Regions from separate parts of the Mus musculus genome. Here all the other regions are linked to region 2. The links are chromatin contacts, called in public Hi-C and promoter capture Hi-C maps. All regions are on one chromosome and are shown on one strand. Each heading gives the region's core, a stretch centred on a gene start, on an enhancer-like site or on the middle of the called end of the contact. The rest is flanking DNA. Distances are from core to core; before and after follow the strand shown.

Region 1 (4,614 bases), core at 1,623-4,122, 5.1 Mb before region 2:
CAAGTCTTGGGATCACCACTCTTGCTCTAGCCTCTCTGCCAGGATCCACCAAATCAGTAGCGGTGTAGTTCCTCAATGATCCAGGGATCTGGAGTCGCAAAGCTCCCGCCCCCACCTCGGCAAACTTGGGAATAGCAGGGACCAACCATCCCGGAGATGCCCCTGTATCCCATTGGCACAATCCATTCACCCAGAACCCAAGAGTACAGACCCTCAGTCTCCTCTGAGACCTGAAAATCCGGTTCCCTCGACCCAAGAAGAGCAAATCCCCAGCCCAGACTTCCCAGCTCAGACTCCAGCGCGAGAAGGGTTAAAGTCAGCCGAGGACTGACTCGGAAACCCTCGAGACGAGACGCCGCGCGCTGACGTCACGGCGCTAACGCAAGGGAATCTTCCACCTCCCAGTTCCGCTCCGCACGCGCGCGCCGCAGGTGTCTGGCTCGGAGGCGGGGCACGCAGCGAAGCGCGGCGCCCGTGGAATCCCCGCGCACGGGGAATTCCTGTTCGGCCCGGGCACCCTGCACCAGTGGTGCTCTGGGAAGTCCCAGGGCGGGGCTGCTCTCTACCAGAGTGGACTCCTGAGGTCCAGCGCCCGACCTTCGAGGCCCAAACCTGCGTCCATAACCGCAATTTCAAGGATGCAATGCAGCCCCTCCTTGGGTGAAGGAGTCCGGGTCACTTCGTCCTCTTAGAGAACCCCCGGTATCAGGCCTCTCAGTCCTTGCACCCCAACTCCCAAGGATGTCCAACACTCCCAAGGACTCAGAAGTCCAGGATCCCAGCCTCTCCTCTTCAACGTCCAGAATCAATTCTCAGGGCCCAGCTTTACGCTCCAGCCAACCTTCAAAGCATCCAGAAAGGCGCGTTCCTCGCTTTACCCCCAGCTCTTACCTCGAGGATTCTTGGATGCAGACTGTGGGCCCCCAGGGCCGCGGCCTCGGCGTTGCGCCAGCCTCGCTACCTGCCCCGCGGAGCCGCCGCCGGGTCCCCGATCTAAAGCCAGGTCCCCCGCGAGTTTTTAAATTCGTCTTTTGGCCACGCCCGGTTCAAGGCGGAGCCCCGCCCACAGTCCCCGGAGTCCCGGGTGAAGCCGCAGAGCTAACTTAGACTCTGAATGGGAGGGGCTGACCTTGAAGAGTGTCATTACTTGGTCTTCCTGGAAGTAGGTGCTTAAGGGTCCTGCTTTTTCCTAGAGGGGCACATGGGGACCTGGAATTCTGAGTCTCTGGCCAAGGGGATACTGGAGGCCTTGACTTGGCTCTGCATTACTGTTAGTCCTCGAGGAGAAGAGGACCGTGAGTGTAGACCCCATGGCCTCTTGGAGAAGTCTCTAGGCAAGGGCCATATAGGTGCCTTACATCTCTCTTTTCCACGTGGCCGTTCCCTTCTTTAGAGTTAACTTTCATTTATAATGCTTTTTTTCTCCCCGTTTGGTTTCAGTTTTGATTTGAGAGAGAGAGAGAGAGGAGAGAGTAAGGGGAAGGGCAGATTCATGTAGCCCAGGTTGGCCTAGCACTCTAGGTAACTGAGGATAACCTTGAACCCCTCCTGATTCTCTTGCTTCCATTTCCCAAATGTTGGGTTATAGATATTGGAGCCATATCAACTACCAATATTGGCTCTTTTGTTTGTTTTTCAGCCCCAACTCCACCCTACCCCCAGAGACAGAGTCAAACTATGTAGCTCTAGCTGTCCTGAAACTCACCATGTAGACCAGGCTGGCCTTAGAATCCACAGAAATATGCCAGCTTCTGTCTCCAAAGTGCTGGGATTAAGGGCGTGTGCCACTCTGTCTGGTTCCAATATTTGCCTTTTAAAAAAAAGTGTGTGAACTCCCCTGGAGGTGGAAGACCACGTGCTCTGAAGCCTACTGTAGATACCGGCCTTTTTGTGACAGTTATGGGGCCCTAATACAAGTCAAGTACCTTTATCCCAAACCTTCTCCCTACCAACACTTTGTTTTTGAGACAGGGGCTTCCTACATCCAAGTAGCTGGCCTGGCCATGCACCTGCTAAAACAGCCAGGCTAGCCTTGAACTCACAGCCATTTATTTTTTTCCTCACTTGTCTCCCTAGTGCTGGACATACAGGCTTGGGCAATCATGCCTGGCTTACTTATTCACCATTTAAAGAACTCTGCTAACATAAAGGAGACACTTTGCTGGGCACTGGAGATAGAGAGGTGTGAGCCAAACAGGAATTCCCAGTCCACCAGGCAACCAACAATTCTCAGTTCCCACTTGGTGACCTTCCTTGGCATTGAACTGTGATGACCAAATCTCTCCTTCTCTCTTACAACACTGCCGGGGGTTGGGTCTCCCCTCCCTTGCTTCTGCCCTGCCCTCAGCTTCCCTTGCACTCTCTGGCAGTGTGCATGTGTGTGTATCTCTTTAACAATCTCACCCAGTCTATGGCTTTACACGTGTCCTCCAACCATCAACCCTCTCAGATTTACGTGTCAGGACCAGTCTTGTCCCTAGACTCTGAACCCTACCTGTGGGCATTCACATTTCCAGAAAGATCTGTTAGGTATTTTCAACTCAGTGTGCCCAAACACAGGCAGCCCTTCTCTCCCTCCTTAACCAGTGCTTCCTCACTATCTTTCAACCCACTCTCCACTCTTCTAATCTCGCTCAGGCTGGGAACGACAGTCACCATGATCCCCTTTCTCAAACACACCCCCCCTCCTCCCCAAGTGTTGTTGGCTCTACCTCCAGCTTATTTCCATAATCTCCCTGGTGCCCACACCATGGTCCTCTTGCCACTCCACCGAGATGATCACGGAAGCTTCTCTGGGCTCTGACTCCCCCATATTTGTTCTCCAAAGGAAGTCTTGACACACATGCACCCACACAGGAAGTAGGTAGCATTGTCACCATCGGGGTGACATCCGTCCTAGCTGCCTCTCTTCTCCTCTACTGTTCTGAGGACTTCCCTGGACCACAGTTTTGGCCAGATCCCTTCAGGTCCCAGCCCAGCATGGACCCCCCAGGCTACCTCCTGTTCCTGCTTCTGCTCCCAGGTGAAGCCAGTGCTGGGGTTGAGGGGACAGAAAGGCTGCCATCTGCTGTCAGAGGCACAGAGAGGAAGTCGGTCTCCCTGTGCCCCTGAGTCCTTGGGGGTTGGGCATGGGATTCTGAAGCCCTGCTGAGTCACTTCTATTTCCCTTTTCTGGTGGCTGTGGAGGGGGTGGGGGGGGGGAGCTCTCCTTCCAGTTTACCTCTCCACTGTGGAGTTTAGTTAGGTCTTAAGAACAGTGAGAATTTTTGGTTTCTCTAAAAATGTAGTTACGCTATGTGAACACTTTTGTTTTAATCCCAGGTCTGGGATATGGGGCTGCTTAAGATTGCCCGTGGCAGGTGACTATGATTTGTCTCATGCTCTGGCAGGGGTGTGATCCTGCCAGCTGAAGATAGTTTACTTTTGGAATTCTGGGGACTCTTGAGCGGTATAAAGAGGCCAGAGCCCTAGAGGCCGCAACAGTGGCTAGTGCTCCGATTGTTGCCCCTTTTGCTGGATTGCTGGTTAGAGACATCCTAAGAGCTTGTCCCTAGAACTTGACACCCCTAACCAGCAGGAAGTTGTCTAAAGTGGTCTACAACCCCTTCCCCCTCTAATCTTCTTTCTTGCTTACCTGGTGTTAGGGGGGTTGGAAGGGACTGGGATGGAGAAGGGTGCTAGACCCCAGTAAAGTAGCCAAAAAGCATTTAACCACCAGCCATCCAGCAAACAGCCAATGCAGCAACAGCAGGGGGAGGAGCCACAGCCTCCAGGGCTCTGGCATTTTCCCAGCCTCTCAAGAGTCCCCAGAATTCCAGAAGTTAATTAGCTTCAGCTGGCAGAATCACGCCCCTGCCAGAGCACGAGACAAATCATAGCTACCGTGGACAATCTTAAGCATCCCCATATCCCAGACCTGAGATTAAAACAAAGCATGTTCACACAACTGTTTTTCGCTTTTTTTTTTTTTAAGAAGCCAAAATTCACACTACACTCAAGCATCCCACCTGCCCTAAGCCTGGGTGTTGGGGTTTGCTCCCCTGTACTTCCAACCTCCATCCACCTTCTTGGGTTTTTCCACAGTGGCTGCAAGTCAGACATCGGCAGGTGAGGAATGAAAGAAGCCTTAGCCCTTGTAACTTCAGCAGCGCCTGCAACCCTTAAGTCTGTCCCACAGCACGCCCCTGGCTTGTGACGATCCTAATCTCAGAGCCCTTCCCAGGTCCCATCTTGACTCTTCACCACCCAGCTGAAGTGATGAGAACCTCGAGATTCTCTGTAACAGATTCTCCAGTGTGCCCAGGGCACAAAGAATCCCAAAGAATCTGGGAGCTGATGCGCCCCCTACCTGACCCTACTGCTCCGCTCCCGACCCCACGCCCCCACCCTCTGTCTCGGGGTCTTTAGGGAGGCGGGGGATGAGAAGGGGGCTCCCTGTGAACGAATCAAAACTTTTGAGAGTCAGAAGTTTCAGCTGCCTGTTTGTCTGGGCTCTAATCCCCTCAGGTTCCTGCTCCGGATGTGGGACTCTGTCTCTGCCACTCCTGGCAGGCCTAGTGGCTGCAGATGCGGTCATGTCACTCCTAATTGTAGGGGTGGTGTTTGTATGTATGC
Region 2 (4,524 bases), core at 1,236-3,735:
AGGGGGAGTTCTGTGAGTTCAAGACCAGCCTGGTCTACATAGACTTATATCCAGAACAGGCAAGACAACTCCATAGACCTTGTCTCAAAAGAAAAAAACAAAACAAAAACAAACAAACAAACAAACAAACAAAAAATGAAATAATTTCATGGCAGCTTTGGTCATTTGAAGTGCACACAGCATCATGCTACGCCATGCCAGTGACCACTGCCTCAGAGTCTGTTCAGAGACAATATATTAGGAATTCCAAGATTTTGGCTGTATATAAAAAGTTTATCCTGCCAGATGGTGGTGGCACATTCCTTTAATCTCAGCATTCAGTAGAGAGAGAGAGGCAGGTGGCTCTCTGTGAGTTCAAGGTCAGCCTGATCTACAGAATAAACTCTAGGACAGCCAGGGCTACACAAAGAAAAAACAAACAAACAAACAAAATAAGTACACCTAGCTTATTAGTATGCAAATGTGCTTTTGTTTTTAATAAATGGTAAAATTATATCTGCACAAAAGAATTGTTCTAAGTCCTTTTCTTTATAGTAGTATCAGGGAATATTAGATGTAAATATACCCATATTATACACCCATAAGCCCAGGGTAATATAAAAACTATTCAGTCTAGCATCTGGAGAGACAGCTCCCTGGTTAAGGGACTGAGTTCAGTTCTTGCATCCACACAGGGCCGCTCACAGTTGCCTTTGACTCCAGCTTTAGGAGATCTGACACCCGGTTCTGACTTCTGCAGTCACCTGCCTTCAAATGCACATATAATCTTACAAAGATATAAACACACACACACACACACACACACACACACTCAAATTCACACACAACCACACACTCACACACAGCTTTCTTGGGCTGGAATGGTTGAGCACACCTTTATTGCCATCACTAGGGTAGATTTGGCTAGTCTGGTCTACACAATGAGTTCTGGGTAGCCTAAGCTACATAGTAAGACCTCCTATTTAGAAAGAAAAAAATCAAAACCAAAAACTTTCTCAGGCAAAAGTGGGGCTCAAGTAGAAAAAGTTGAGGAAGCCCTGTTCACCATGGTAGAGGCTGGAGGATGGTGAGTTTAAAGTCATCTCATACATGAGACCGTACCTCCAAACAAGCACACAGGAAAGAAGTTCTGTTCTAGAGAAACACAAAGCCTCAGAGTCCCGGGCCTTTCTCAGTCATGTCTGAGTCTCTCTCTCCAACACATGGATGGAGATAGCCAGGATCTGACCATTAATGTAACTAATATCATTCTGCAAGCACTGCACTTGTTTAGTAATAACTTCATGCCAGGTCCAGATTAGGGAAAGAGATTGAGACAGAATGTGAACACAATAAATAAAACTCTTCACTACTTTAGTATCAAGCCAACAAGAAGGAATGGATAGGTTTGAAAGTTCAGTCGCTAGGTGGGGCTGCCAGAAAACAACTAGGCCATTTAGGGGTGAGGGAGACCCTGGGCATCTGAGAAAACACTGCGATTTGGGGTTTAGTTTGAGCCAGGGAAAGAAAGAAGATGATAGAAAGTGGCCTTGGCTACAGACATGGGATTTGGAGTCCAGAGCCACCCACCTGAAGTTGATGATGGAACTTTGTATCTAGAGAGAGGAACAGAGGCCTAGGAGGTGCAAGGTGATCTGCAGGACGGATGCCAAGTTGGACCTGGGCTGGGCCTTGCAGCCATCTCCAATTTCTGATCTTTCTGCACCTCTTTCACATAGATCTGATGGTGCCTCTGAGGCATGAAGATATGCATTTGAGATTTTATACCACTAAAAAACTAATGTTGAAGCTGGGTCTAGTGGCACATACCTATAATACCACCACTCTACAGGCCAGCTTGGTCTACAAAGCAAGTCCAGGACAGCCAGGGAGGGCTCTGTCATACAGAAAAACCCTACCTTAAAAACCCTACCTTAAAAAAGACACACACACACACACACACACACACACACACACACGTATATACATATACATAACAAATAAATAATAAATAACAATAACAAAGCCTTAGTGTTGGGCTTGGCCTGGTGGCACACAGCTTTAATCTTAGCACTCAGGAGTCAGAGGTAGGTAGATCTCTGTGAATTCAAGGCCTGCCTGCTGTTTATAGCAAGTTCCATGAGAGCTAAAGTTACAGAGTGAAATCTCATCTCAAAAGAAAACAGAAAGTTTTAAATAGGGAAGTCCCCTCAAAGCCACTCTGGTGCTGCCTCCACCAGCTTCACTTCTTTTTGTTTTTGTTTTCAAGACGGGAGTTTCTCTGTGTAGCCTTGGCTGTCCTAGAACTCTGTTGACCAGCCTGTCCTCGAACTAGTACATCCACCTGTCTCTGGCTCCCTCCAGTGCTGGGATTAAAGGCGTGTGCCACCACCGCCCAGTTTGGCTAGCTTCCTTTCAAATCCCTACACCAGTAAGAAATGGGAGCGTCCCTTCCCAGGTGTCTAAGAGCCACCCCCTCCGCGGATCTAGGAATGAGCTCGTCCACTCCCTCTCCTATGTGAATGGGTTACACACACACACACACACCCCCGTAGGTGGTCTCTTCCGGAGTTTTCTGGCCCTGCAGCAAATGATTTCCTCCTCGGACGGAGGGCGCTAGATTGTCCCTGGTCCCTGTCGGCTTTACAGGTACCCTGCCCCTTTCCGTCCACTCTGGGTTGTGTCTCTCTTGTCTGCGCCCCCTCTTCCCCTGCCACGAGTGCCGCTTGGTCTCGCCTGCCCCTCCCCCCTGCGTTGGGCCCCCGTGGCCGCAAGGGGTCCCGGCGGGAAGCGGCAGACGAGCCCACTTTGCGGCCTCCATCGGGGGAGGGGAGCGAGGATTCCTTCCTACGTGACGGTTTCTAGTCTGCGAAAGGAGGCGGCGTCTGGGCTCGGCCTTCGCCCTACGCGCGAGCGAGCGCGGCAGGACGGTCCATTGTGTTGGCCCGAGAGGTAGGGGTGGGCGTGGCGGATCCACGTCCTCGCGGAGCTTTCCCGGGCGGACTCCACTCTCATCCCCAGGGGGCTGCGGTGCTGAGGATGAGTGGGGAAGGGGAGAACCCGGCCAGCAAGCCCACGCCTGTGCAAGACGTGCAGGGTGACGGGCGCTGGATGTCTCTGGTGAGTGACCGCGCGTGGTCCCCAGGGTTAGGGGCTTGGGGGGCGTGTATGTCTATAGAACTGCTTCGTGACATCCTCCTCCTCACCTAGGTGGGCAGCCTGGTTTGGGTTGTTTGGGGTTGTTCCGCCTGAGGCAGCGGGGTGGGGCGGGGCCTGGAGCGTGCGTGCCTTTGACTCTTTCTGGCTTTCTCTGCAGCACCATCGGTTTGTAGCGGACAGCAAAGACAAGGAACCCGAAGTAGTCTTTATCGGGGACTCCTTGGTTCAGCTAATGCACCAATGTGAGGTGAGGGTCCACCCGTTTCCTCCTTCCTCATCCAGGCATGCACCCTCACTGGCACTTCAAGCCCAGAACCTGATAAGACAAGATAAGGGGTACAGAAATGCCCGTGGTAGCAGGAATCTAAGAACCCCATGTACATGTCTGCTGAGAATGAAGTGTGTGCCCTGAGTTTGTCGGGTTGGGTTTGTCTCTGTCGAGTTAAATTGAGGCGTTCCTTCAAGATTGTGTCAGGTGAGGGCTTTTCATTGTTTGTTTAAGGTGGGGCACAGCCCCTGTTGGGTTTACTCGAAGTTGTAATAGCTTTACAGAAAGTGAAGGTTGATTGTAATGGTATTCTGCAAAGACTTTATCAGTAATAAAGTCCCTAAGACGTTTAGCTACAATGGCTTTCCCCCCCACCCCACAATGAGGTTCAGTTGTATTGCCATTAGCTCTGTGTATACTTAAAGCAGACAGGATCTTCATAAAATGAACGTAACTTCTGTGAATTTTGGTTAAAGTGAAGCAGTAATAAGTTCCATGATTCCGGATTTGGTCAAGCTGAGATTTAACCGGACCTTGTCCATAAAGTAAGGCTAATCCATAATGATATGTCCATAATGGCCTGGACAGAGGGTGGTGGCTAGTGTCTACGTCATTTCTTGACCCCAGATCTGGCGGGAGCTCTTCTCACCTCTGCATGCACTTAACTTTGGCATTGGTGGTGACAGCACACAGCATGTACTCTGGCGGCTTGAGAACGGGGAGCTGGAGCACATCCGGCCCAAGGTAAGGAGGCCTGGGTGGTGGGCTAGCCGCTTTTTTGCCTGCTTCTTTACTATTGATTTGTGTCACTCTTTCCACAGATTGTGGTGGTCTGGGTGGGCACCAACAACCATAGCCACACAGCAGAACAAGTGACAGGTGGCATCAAAGCCATCGTACAACTGGTGAACAAGCTGCAGCCCCAGGCACGGGTGGTTGTGCTGGTGAGAGCCTTGGAAGAGTGGCAAAGGAAAAGGGGCAGCGGTTGTGGTGGCACATGCCTATAACCCTGGCACTTGAAGGGCTGAGGCAGGAGGATAATTGAGCTAAGGGTTGTTCTGGGCAATATGACAAGACGTTGCCTTTAAATGTTTTTTTTAAAAAAAAAAAAGTGGCAA
Region 3 (4,349 bases), core at 1,179-3,678, 5.7 Mb after region 2:
TTCTCCATCATCATCATCCCCCCCCACCCCCACCCCGCCAAAGAAATCATCATCTAGAGAAATCTGGCTCTGGCTTTCCTTTTCATTTATTATTTTATATATATGGGTGGTTTGCTTACATGGGTGACCATACCACATGCATGCAGTGATGGCTGAGGCCAGAAGAGGGCACCAGGTCCAATGAAACTAGTAAGAGATAGTTGTGAGCCGCCATGTGGGTGCTGGGAATTGTTTGTGGGTGCACTGCAAGATCAGCCAGTGCACTTAATGGGCTGAGCCATCTTCTCACCACACCCCAACCTTTTTTAAAAGACAGGATCCGGCTGTGTAGCCCAGGCAGGCTTGGAATTCACAATCCTCCTGCCTCAGCCACCCGAGTGCTGGATTACTTACAGGTCAGGCCACCATACTCAGCTTTTCTGCTTCTCTCTTTAGTTGTATCCCATGGAGAGTGGTGCCATGCTTAACATTTCTTTGTTTTAAAATTTTTAAATGGAGGTGTTTATGTCTGTGTGCCATGGGAGTGTGGGTGCACACGGAGACCAGAAAAAGATAGGCAGTCAGCAAAGCTAGGGTTACAGGTGCTTGTGAACTATGGGTGCTGAGAGCAGAATTCAGGCCCTCTGGAACGGAGTTGCTGAGCTGTCTTCCCACCCTCTGCTGTAGTCTTTAAAAGTTAGTAGTGTAGCTATCTCAGGCTAAAACTTGTGGGGCTTATCTAAGCAATGAAGCTGAGGCGTCCAGATAAAAGTATAGGGCTTGCACTGCTCCTGGCATCCTCCCCAAATGGCTGACATTCATCTCTGCATAAGAAATTGACCCGAGGTGGGCAAGGATGGCTTTTTACTAGAAAAGGCCTAGACAGGGCCTTGGCTTACACTAGGTTTCAAGGTTCCCTCTTGGTGATGTGGTCCACTGCAGTCACCTGCAGGTTTGTCTTCCCACGGAGGGGACTGGGAGTGGTGGTGGTGGTCACACTTGTGTGCCAGTGCCGTGCCAGTGCCCGGGAGCAAATGCTGCAGGTTGGTGGTTAGCGTTGAAGTTTTACCCTTCCTCAGTTTGCTCTAGCCGTCTAGTGAGGGAGTCTGTGTCCCCTGTTTCAGCCCCTTGTCACTAGAAATCTTTCAGTACATGATATCTGGAAGCAGTTCCTAGCTAAGCACAGTGACCCAAGTCTGTAATCCCAGCATTTGGTGTGGGGAAGGGGGTGTAGAGGCAGGAGGAGCCAGAGATAAAGCCTGTCTTTCCTACATGGCAAGTCAGCGGGCAGCCTGGATTACATGAGAACCAGTAAAACCAAACAAAACCCAACCCTCCCCCCCCAAACAAAGCCCACTTAATGCCTTTTGGAGTTCAGAATGTAACTGAAGGTTTGCATTAATTATAGGGGCTTTTGGTACTTCTCAGTCTCCAAAGTGTGCTAACCCCCAACTGTGAAGAGGAAAGCAGCTACCCTTAGCAGTGGTCTCAGTTATCAGTTCACACTGGAGCCTCCCTCCAGTTCCAGCCTAGCTCTCTACTTGGCAATGCTGTGCTCGACCCTCCTCAAATCCCGTTCTGTGGTTTCAGTCCCTGTGCCAGTGGGCTTTAATGAGCTGAGAAGGAAAAGCGAAAGTGCCCAGATGAATCCTGAGCTTTGGAATCGACCCCTTGGAGGTGTGGCTTAGGCTCGCTCAGGTTTGGTCAGCTGGTTCATCCCGAGCCTTTGGAATTCCTGCTCCCAGTTTTTGTTTTGTTTTGTTTTTATAGCAGGTTCATGAATACCTAGCAGACTCGTCTAATATTGTAATTTACATTTGATACAATTTTGACGAAAATTGTGCTAAAGTGTGCTCTTCTGTCGCTTCTGTCACTTGTACGTACTCATCCGATATTCAGCTTGGCTCTCAGCTCTCAGCACCTCCATCACTTTATCCTGCTCCCAGTACTTGGCTTAGCCCCACCAGGGTCTCCTGCTGTAGCACCTGCTTGTCTGAGGCTCCCTTTGTAATCCAGCCTAGCCTCGAATTCGCAACCTCCTCCTTCAGCCTCTCCAAGGCTCGGTTCACAAGGCGAGTCACTACCATGTCCAGCAAGTGGTTTTTTAATTAATATCTGATCCGTATTTTATATTTTAAGTTACTCATTTCTTGTAGACGCGTAGAAATCAGAGGACAATTTTGTGGAGGCGATTCTTCTATTTTTACGAACTCAGACGGCTTTAGCCGCTGACAGCCCTCTCGCAGGCCGCGGTTATAGGATTTGTATTGAATCCTTTCCCGAATTACTTGGGCTTGTGACGAATGTGCGGGAGCCTGACTGTTGACAGCTTGGCTTGTGGGGGGCGGGAGGGGGCGGCTAGAACTCGCGCATGCGCGGCGCTCCGGGAGACAGCGTTCATAGGCCCCGCCTCTGTGTTCTGCAGTTTGGCTCTGCAGATTCGCCGGTCACGTTTCTTTTTTCCGCGGAGCTTACTGTTCTTTGTTCCGGTCTTCCTGTCGTCCTCGACACGGTTTTTTTTCAGAGCAAAAGCTTGAGTCGGTGCTATGCTTTTCTCGGTACGCAGCGGGCCCTTCGGCTTGTAGCGAAAGTGTGGCTGCGGAAGAGCAGGTACTCGCGGAGCTCGGCGGAGGCGCGTTGGGGCTCCCGGCGACTGCGACGACGACGACGACGACGACGACGAACGGAGCGGACGGAGGCGGCGCTTGAGGCAGCGGCGAAGCCCATGCCCCGGAACGGCGGGAGGACCCGGAGAGACGAGTCCGGGGCCCGGGGCATGTCCCCGGGGCCCCCGTGAGGAGGAGGAGGCGGCGGCGATGGAGATCCCGCCGCAGGAGGCTCCGCCCGGGCCGGGCGCGGACGCCGACGCGGACGCGGAGGCCGAGACCGAGGAGGCCTCCGCCGAAGCTGAGTCTCCTACCGGGACCTCGCCCCCGGCCGATGGCCGCCTTAAGGCTGCTGCCAAGCGTGTCACGTTCCCATCTGACGAGGACATCGTGTCTGGAGCGGTGGAGCCCAAAGACCCCTGGAGACACGGTAGCTTTGGCGAGGGTTGCGGGGGAGAGCCTAGAGGCGGGTGGGACCGCCATAGGGCCGACCCCCACGGAGGTGGCCCGCGGCAAATGGTACTTATTGGTGATTTCAACGGTGCCTAGGTTAGAGCTGGAGGCAGAGAGGGGTTGGCGGGAGAGCTGGAAAGGTCCACAGGACTGGGTTTTCAAAGCCTAACCTTGTTTGGGAGTTTGGGAGGCTGGCAGCCAGCCTTTGAGTTCATGGTACACTCAGGGATAGATGAAGAGAGCCTGGTTATAGTATTGGGGGAAAGGTAAGTGCCTGAGTCCACGGGATGGTGAGAGCGAAGCAGCTGGTCTGTAAACCAGGAGGCAAAGCGTAGCCGGCTATGGCCATTGCTCTTTTGGCTGAAACGAGGACGGAAATAAACCCAGACTGTACAGAAGTTTGTAAACCCTCCGACTGGGAAAGGAGGGTCAGAGGCAGCAGGTAGTAAAGCAGAGGACGAGGTGGCCAGTTTGCCTGTGTGCGAGGAATTCCGCAGTAAGGTTCGGCAGCAGAACGCGGAGCCCGCTTTTACCAGGGTTTACCTGGGGAAGGACTCGGCAGTATTCCCTACTCAACAGAAGGTGACTTACATGTTGGGAGATGGGAAGATCTAAGATCTAGGCCTGTTGGTGGGGAGGTGGAACTGGACGGGCACTTGGAGGAGTGCATTGGCTTTGATGGCTTTGAAAGGGAAAAGGTTGCTGGGGAGATGGACACAGGCTAATCCCATTTCTGAGCTGAATTGTGTTTTGCTTGGGTGGAGCCTGTGAAGTGAGGTCACCCACTGGCCGTGTTCTATGGAAGCTAACCTGCTTGTCCAGGAACAGACAGACACGACTGCCAGGCTGTGGGCAGCAGAGTGGGCAGCTGGTAGCTTTGATGTATGTGGGCACGGGTGGGGGTGTGGTGGGGGGGACTTGGTTGCAGGAAATGATACACTGGGAGCCCGCCATAAATGCCAGTTTGACTAGTAATTATCAAAGAGACCGAGGTTAATTTAGACTTGGCTTGGGGAGCCTGCCAGGGCTGGGTGGTTTGTTTTGGGTTCTGAACTTCTTGGAACTGGTGCTGAGGACAGGAAGAGTCCACTGGGCCCTGGCGGCAGCCTGTTGTCCACTGTGGCAAGATCGCAGCAGGAAGGGGTGGGGGGAGCAGAGCGGCCATTCAGAAGTGGTTAAGAAACCTGGTGTGGCTGTCTGCAGCTGTGAGCCCAGCGCTTAGAGGCTAAGGCTGGATCATAGAGTAGACATTCTAGGGGGGGCTTGAACTGCATGGGGAAGCCCTGTTTCACTATAGAAAGAAAGAAAAGA

What was found. Promoter capture Hi-C pulls out the DNA fragments that hold promoters and counts their contacts. A called contact is a pair of places that touch in the nucleus more often than the background predicts.
Region 1: a Hi-C map of B cells shows a contact between it and region 2, with 5 read pairs. The contact joins the promoter of Hcst here to the promoter of Pafah1b3 in region 2. A contact is called at or near these places in 1 of 39 promoter capture datasets (embryonic stem cells) and 1 of 484 Hi-C or Micro-C datasets (B cells).
Region 3: a contact with region 2 is called in a promoter capture Hi-C map of cranial neural crest. The contact joins the promoter of Ppp1r37 here to the promoter of Pafah1b3 in region 2.

What each region holds. Positions count from the first base shown.
Region 1 is chr7:30,418,112-30,422,725 of GRCm38.p6, reverse strand. Hcst (hematopoietic cell signal transducer) reads left to right here and starts at 2,872. Exons shown (of 4, transcript NM_011827.3): 1 at 2,872-3,022; 2 at 4,084-4,107; 3 at 4,507-4,614. The coding sequence starts at 2,980. It also overlaps a transcript of Nfkbid not described here.
Region 2 is chr7:25,295,947-25,300,470 of GRCm38.p6, reverse strand. Pafah1b3 (platelet-activating factor acetylhydrolase, isoform 1b, subunit 3) reads left to right here and starts at 2,485. Exons shown (of 5, transcript NM_001357350.1): 1 at 2,485-3,099; 2 at 3,296-3,385; 3 at 4,034-4,150; 4 at 4,228-4,350. The coding sequence starts at 3,019.
Region 3 is chr7:19,560,477-19,564,825 of GRCm38.p6, reverse strand. Ppp1r37 (protein phosphatase 1, regulatory subunit 37) reads left to right here and starts at 2,428. Exons shown (of 13, transcript NM_199149.3): 1 at 2,428-3,015. The coding sequence starts at 2,796.